Regions from separate parts of the Mus musculus genome. Here region 2 is linked to region 1. A link is a contact called in public Hi-C data. All regions are on one chromosome and are shown on one strand. Each heading gives the region's core, a stretch centred on a gene start, on an enhancer-like site or on the middle of the called end of the contact. The rest is flanking DNA. Distances are from core to core; before and after follow the strand shown.

What was found. Hi-C and Micro-C count contacts between places; a contact is called where the count stands out from the background.
Region 2: a contact with region 1 is called in a Hi-C map of cerebellum, with 1.7 times the contacts expected there. The contact joins the enhancer-like site here to the promoter of Hs6st3 in region 1. A contact is called at or near these places in 2 of 39 promoter capture datasets (cranial neural crest and frontonasal cranial neural crest), 5 of 484 Hi-C or Micro-C datasets (cerebellum, cerebral cortex, forebrain and 2 more), 1 of 115 datasets of contacts at active chromatin or transcription factors (forebrain) and 1 of 9 other capture datasets (embryonic stem cells).

The regions. Positions count from the first base shown.
Region 1 is chr14:119,136,748-119,139,736 of GRCm38.p6, reverse strand. Hs6st3 (heparan sulfate 6-O-sulfotransferase 3) reads right to left here and starts at 1,472. Exons shown (of 2, transcript NM_015820.3): 1 at 619-1,472. The coding sequence starts at 1,322.
Region 2 is chr14:119,255,878-119,258,866 of GRCm38.p6, reverse strand. All of the region lies in intron 1 of Hs6st3 (heparan sulfate 6-O-sulfotransferase 3), which reads right to left. Among named protein-coding and RNA genes, the nearest start is that of Hs6st3, 120 kb to the right of the region's middle. Within about 2 kb of position 1,601, at least 3 of the 459 cell types and tissues checked have an H3K27ac peak or open chromatin away from gene starts, as enhancers often do. A contact at or near this core is called in cerebellum, where this site is marked.

The sequences.
Region 1 (2,989 bases), core at 223-2,722:
CGAAGAACAGCATGAGTCCAAATCCTGGCATTGCCCAGCAACAAGGACCATCTCCAGAATTAGGGTTATCACAGTGGAGCACGATTTTGCACGTGTAGATCTTCAAAGCGGCATCAAGAGGATTGTTCTCTAAGCTGGCAAGCAGCCATCCAAGAGCCACTTAGAAGGACATTATGCTCCAGCCTCACCATTCCTGAAAAACTATGTCTGCACTCCCGGATCCCCTATTCTTTGGATTTCCACCACATAATTTAAGTTCAAGACTCGACCTCTCTCCCTCGACACCCTGGTTATTCCATAGCTGTTCTTTAGTGTCTGCTCCAAATACCTCATCACACAATGCTAGGCACTGTGCAGAATGCACATCAGGATGGCCGTGGACATGGCTGAAGGTGACAGGGGGTGGCAAGAAACAGTGAAGCATGGGAAAGAAACCAACTCAAGACACCCCCCCCCCCCGGTGGGTATCCAGCGGTTTCTCACCCTTCACCCAAATTCGCTGCCCACCCTTTGGAAAGCCACTGCCAAACAGCTAAGGGAGCGCGACGCGGGACTGGCGGGGTCAGGACTTGGGGGAAGGGAGTGGGGTTCAGGAAACCAACAGACGCGGGACAGTACCTGGTGTGGCTGTGGTTGCGGGGACAATCCTTCTTCTCCATGATGGCCGGCACGCAGTTGGTGAGCTCGGTCCAGTCGGCATGCAGCCCGCAGCTCCAGCCGGTGGAGAAGCGGGAGAAGAGCCAGGTCTCCTTCTTGCCCGGCCGGTGGCAGGTGCACTTTTTCTGGCCAGCTTTGCAGCTGCATGGCTGCTCCAGACGAATGTTCTTCACCAGGTGCCGGCCGAACGTGGTGCCCCCGGTCTTCTGGATGTGCAGGAACACGATCACATCCCGCCCTTTGATGTTGAAGTCCACGAAGCGGGTCAGGTCCTTGAGGGTGAAGTTGAATCGAGGCACGAACCGGGGCAGGGAGCCGTTTTCGGGCGCCTCGGGGTCCGGCTCCTCCTCTTCTTCCTCCTCCTCCTCCTCCGGGTCCCCGGGATCCTCATCCTCATCCTCGGGAGCCGCGACCCCACGAGACCCCTCGGGCGGTCCCCGGGGTGGCGGTGGCAGCTGGGGCCGCCGCTCCCACTCATCAAGGGGTGCTTGTGCCCGTCGGGCAGGACTCGGGACAGCGGGCGGGCGGGCCTCCCCGGAGCGGAGCTGCTCCCCGAAGTTGGTGCATGAGCTGGTGCAGGAAGGGGACACGTACTGGTACATGATGACCACGAAGAGGAGAGTGAGCACCGGCGTCAGCAGCCACTTGTTGAACCTTTCATCCATGGTCCCGTTCTCAGGCCGGCAGGTGAGGTGGCTGCGGCGCCAGCGGCGCGATCGGGCGCCTGCTCGGAAGTTTCGGGGACTCCGGGGCGCGGCTCGGAGCCCGCCGCTCCTCCATGCCCCTGCCGCCGAAGAGAACGGCTGTCTGGCTGCCCCGCCGCACTCCGGGGTTGGCAGAGCCGGGGCCTACGAGCGGAGCCGAGAAGACGGGCGCCGGCGCCGGCGGCTGTGGCGTGGGGCTCCTCTCGATCCCTGGGGCGCCGGGCTCCAGCCGGCTCCTCTTGTACCTGGACGCGGCGCTCTCAGGCGACACGGAGCATCCCGCCGCCGGTCGGTAGACGCTCAGGCGCTGCGGTGCGGGGTTCGTGTCCCGGACCTTCCCGGGGCAGCTGCGGTGGCGAGCACAGGAGCTGCATGAGGCTCACCAGGGCGCGGGCCAAGGGCGAAGGCTCGGCCCGGTCCCGCAGCCCCAGCCCTCCGCGTGCACCGCGCCCGGCACCTTTGCCCACGGGTCCCTGGGCGCCGAGAGCCCGCCGCAAGTTTGCAAAGCCGCCCCTCGGCGGCGGCGAGCAAGACGCCTCTGCGGAGCCGCCTCCCGGGCAAATCGCACTACTGCTCCGGGTCCGCCCGCCCAGGCGCAGGCAACGCGCACACACTCGCTCACGCGGGCTGGCACCGCCACAACCCGCCAGCCGGTGTGACAGGAGCCCTGCTACCCGCAGCAAAAAAACCTGCCCTAGGTACGGAGCATGCGCCAAAGCCTTCCTCAGCCCCGGAGGAGTTTCCAGGGGAGGAGTCCACGGCTCCGCGGGGCTCGCGGGAGGCTGCTGGGGGTGGGAATCCCTTCAGCCTGGAGCCTAGGGAGATCTGGCAGAAAGGCTACCGCGGAGCGAGAACAGGCCCCATGGAGGGCGTTGCTAGCGATGATCTGATTCCTCTAAATTGCAACATTGGCAGCTTTCTCAGTGTGAGAGTGGACAGAAACCTGGTTGGTCTTGTTTGCAGGAATAAAACACCCCTATGGCAGAAAGTCTCACGCAGACTAAACAGGCGGTTGCTTGTCCTTCCTCAGCAGGGTACATAGGTTCCAGACTTCATTTACTGCCTCCCAACACGCTCAAACTGATGCTCCAGTTTGTTCCAAGCTTCCTCAACTATGAACTTAGTAGGTCCAACACTACAACTTTATTCAACCAGCAACCATTAAAAAGCCTGCTTTATAAAGAGATTTGTGTTTGATGCGAACTCCCTTTCCATGGCTCCAAGACGCAGCCCTGCAGGATATAAGTCCTAAAATCCATTCCATTAACACAAAGTGGGCTCTTCGATGTTCAAGACTCGCCCTTTTCCCACCCCAGTAAGAAGCAACATCAGCTGCCCTCACCTGTGTTCCACAGTGAAGACCTCCTTCGTTGTCCACCGAGGTTTTCATTAAAAAACTTCTTTCGAGTGTGTACATTTTGAATTTGCCCCAGGATCCAAACTTCTTTGCTTAAATACACTTTATGGTTTTTCAGATAATGCATTGATACACCGTTCAATTCACATCAGTCTGGAGTATTTGACCCACGATGTCTAGACCAGCTAGGGCTGATTTCCAAGATAAGAGTAGCCCTGTGTTGACATTTGGGGCAATGCAGTGTGAGTCCCTGACCCAGACTAAAGGTGGC
Region 2 (2,989 bases), core at 352-2,851, 120 kb before region 1:
GTCGTTCATCAACTGTGTCTCTAATCTCAGAGACTCCCAGGTTGACTACCATGGCCACCTGCCATGAACTCGCAGCCATATATTTCTTAACTTAGGCTTTGTCCTAACAGACCCCATATAGAACTAGAACACACAAAAGTAAATGGGATCATAGGATCCATGCTATGCATGAATGAGAATTACAGTCCAAGGCCAAGTCGGAGCACATACTGAACACAAGCTAACATCTGAAGAATTAAAAATGAAAGGTTAGAGGTATCTGAGGTGTATCAGGTATAAGATACAGTCTGTGATCGTCCATTCAATAAGCAGACATGCATTGGTCTAGGTTCTTGAGATATATTAATAGCAAAACAATAATTATTGCCCTTGTGTGGTTTAAGGGACAATATGCAAAAGAAAAGGGACATACTAAATAAGTGAGTTCATTATTTACTAAATGTTAAGTCAGGCAGCATAATGAAATAGGAAAATGGGGATAGCAAAGGAGATCAGGGTGCAGAAGAATGACCTAATGCTGAAAGCTCAGCAATGGTGTCTCAGATCATTTGCATAGATGTGACCAAAACACACACACACTGGAGAGAACAACCTGAAGGAGAAAGATATATTTTGTCTCCTAATTTCAGAGACCCCCACACACACACACAGGCCATGCACTTGAACTAAACCTCCAAGTGTGACTGTGTGGCAGAGGAGTGTGAATTGCAGGCCATGCAAGCAGAGAAGCAGAGCATGAGGAAGAGCCTGAGGACCAGGGATGGCCTCCCAAACCAGGTCTAAATGCATCTAAATCAGGAAGAGTTTGGATACACAATCCATCTTCAGATGTACCACCTCCAGCTAAGCAAGCCCCCTCTTCCCCAAATAATGCCAACATCTAGGGACCAAATGTTATGCATATGAAGCCATGGGAGACATTTCCTCATAATGCAACATATCCACTATGAGTGCAAGCTCATAATGCAACATGAGTTCCAAAATATTTACCATTCCAACAGTTCAAACTCCTAGTTACAGAATCTCTGATATTCAAAGCAATGCTTAGTTATGAGCCCCTAAAATATTAATATCAATTTACATACCCAACATAGAATGGAACAGAGTAAGAATTTCTAATCCAAAAGAGAGGGATGAGGTGTTGACATCAGGGATAGAAGAACCCAGAGCAATATATATATATATGTGTGTGTGTGTGTGTGTGTGTGTGTGTGTGTGTGTAGCCCATGCCCAATATCCAGGGACTACAGTGTTATGAGATGAGCTCCAAAGGGTTTGCACAGCCCCACCCTTCAACCTTTGTGTTTACAGTCCATTATAATTTTGGCTGGCTCCACTCATTATTCATCGGTTTCCTTAACAGGCATTCCATGTTCCCAGTGAACATCTCCAGCAACCTCAGGTCTCTCCTGCAGCTAATGCTTCGCCTTTAAGCTTCAAGTTTCATCAGTCAAGGTCTGTCTGCAGGAAATCTGACCCAGTCACACATTCTCTGACCTCCTGGTCCCCTCTAAAATCTGTGGAGAAAATGCAATGTTCCATCACCATTGCGTTCTGCATGACCGCACAACAAGCATCACATGGGGAATGCCAAAGTCTCCTGCCAGCTGGAGTCGCTGCCAAAACTGCTTGGACCGCAGTGGCTTTGGGTTATGTTGGGCAGGATGGTAGAAAAACTCCTGTGGGAATCATTCCGAAGGCATCATCTTCCTAATGGTGGGTTTTCCAAAATGTTTTCTATTTTATAATTTCCATGCCTGCAGTAGGTGAACAGGTAAATTCTTGAGATACGCTCAAGCAATGTTCCTGTTGTCCTAATATAAAGTGCTTAGATTCTTCATGATGACACAAACATCTTTAATAACCATCATTAGCCGCCACAATTTTACGGTGTTTTTTACTTACCAAATTGCAAGTCTTTCATGCCTTTCTGCTGTGTACTTGACCACTGATTTTTAACTGTAAACCTGGTTAGCTAGCAATATTCATTCCACAACCTAAATCTTAGACCACTCTGGAATTTTCTCTGACAGATTAGTTACCTATCATCTTCAAATTCAATTTCCTGCAGAATCTTAGGATGTGGATAAACATATACAAGTTCTTTACCAAAATGTAACATAAATAGCCACTACTCCAACTCTTCGAGCCCATAAGCACAATTCTAGCCTTCTGGATCCCATTAAAATCATTTAGTAAATCCTGTTGGTGTTATTTTAAGTTTCCTCTAATTTGTTTCTACAAGACTCTCTGAATTGGTTCCTTCAAATAAACCAATTCAAAATGCTGAATAATTAGTGTTTTATTCATAGCTACAACTGTACTGCTCACACCAATCCTATGTGTCACTTACTTGTGTGTACTTATGACCAAAAGGGCTGAGAAAAAATCTAAATCAGGAAACACTTGTGCATTTGTGTGATGTGAGGACTATGGGGGTCATTATAGTCAACCACTACTTTCCAATAGTTGAGCACATCTTTGGGCTCCAATCACAAGTCCATGAGACATGAAGAAGACATGGGGCTGGACTATCCTTGTAAAGTTAAGCATGAAGGCTTGATCTTAAGGGAAGCATATTTAAGAGAAAGCATGAAGTTCAGTGCGATCTGTAGTTCGTGAAGACATTTTATTCGGGAACTTGAAATGCATGGATGCCCTTCACTGAGGTGTCAGAAACACGTGATAGACCTAATACCCAGTCCATCATTTATATCATTAAGATAGAACATTGCCATCAGGCCTCACTAAAAGACATAATTCTACATCTGACTTATGTCCTGGCTTTAGATTGCATGCCATCTGAAAACCACCCTCTCAAATCTATTCTCTCAATGTAAATACCCTGGGTTGGCTATGAGGCTATAAGTCTGCAACCCTGTCAGAAATCTGAGAATGACCAACATTAACTGAAAACATATAGGAATCCTAACACAGCTCTCCTTCAAGCCACCGCGTGAAAGAAAATGCAACACAAACTTAGTTCCGA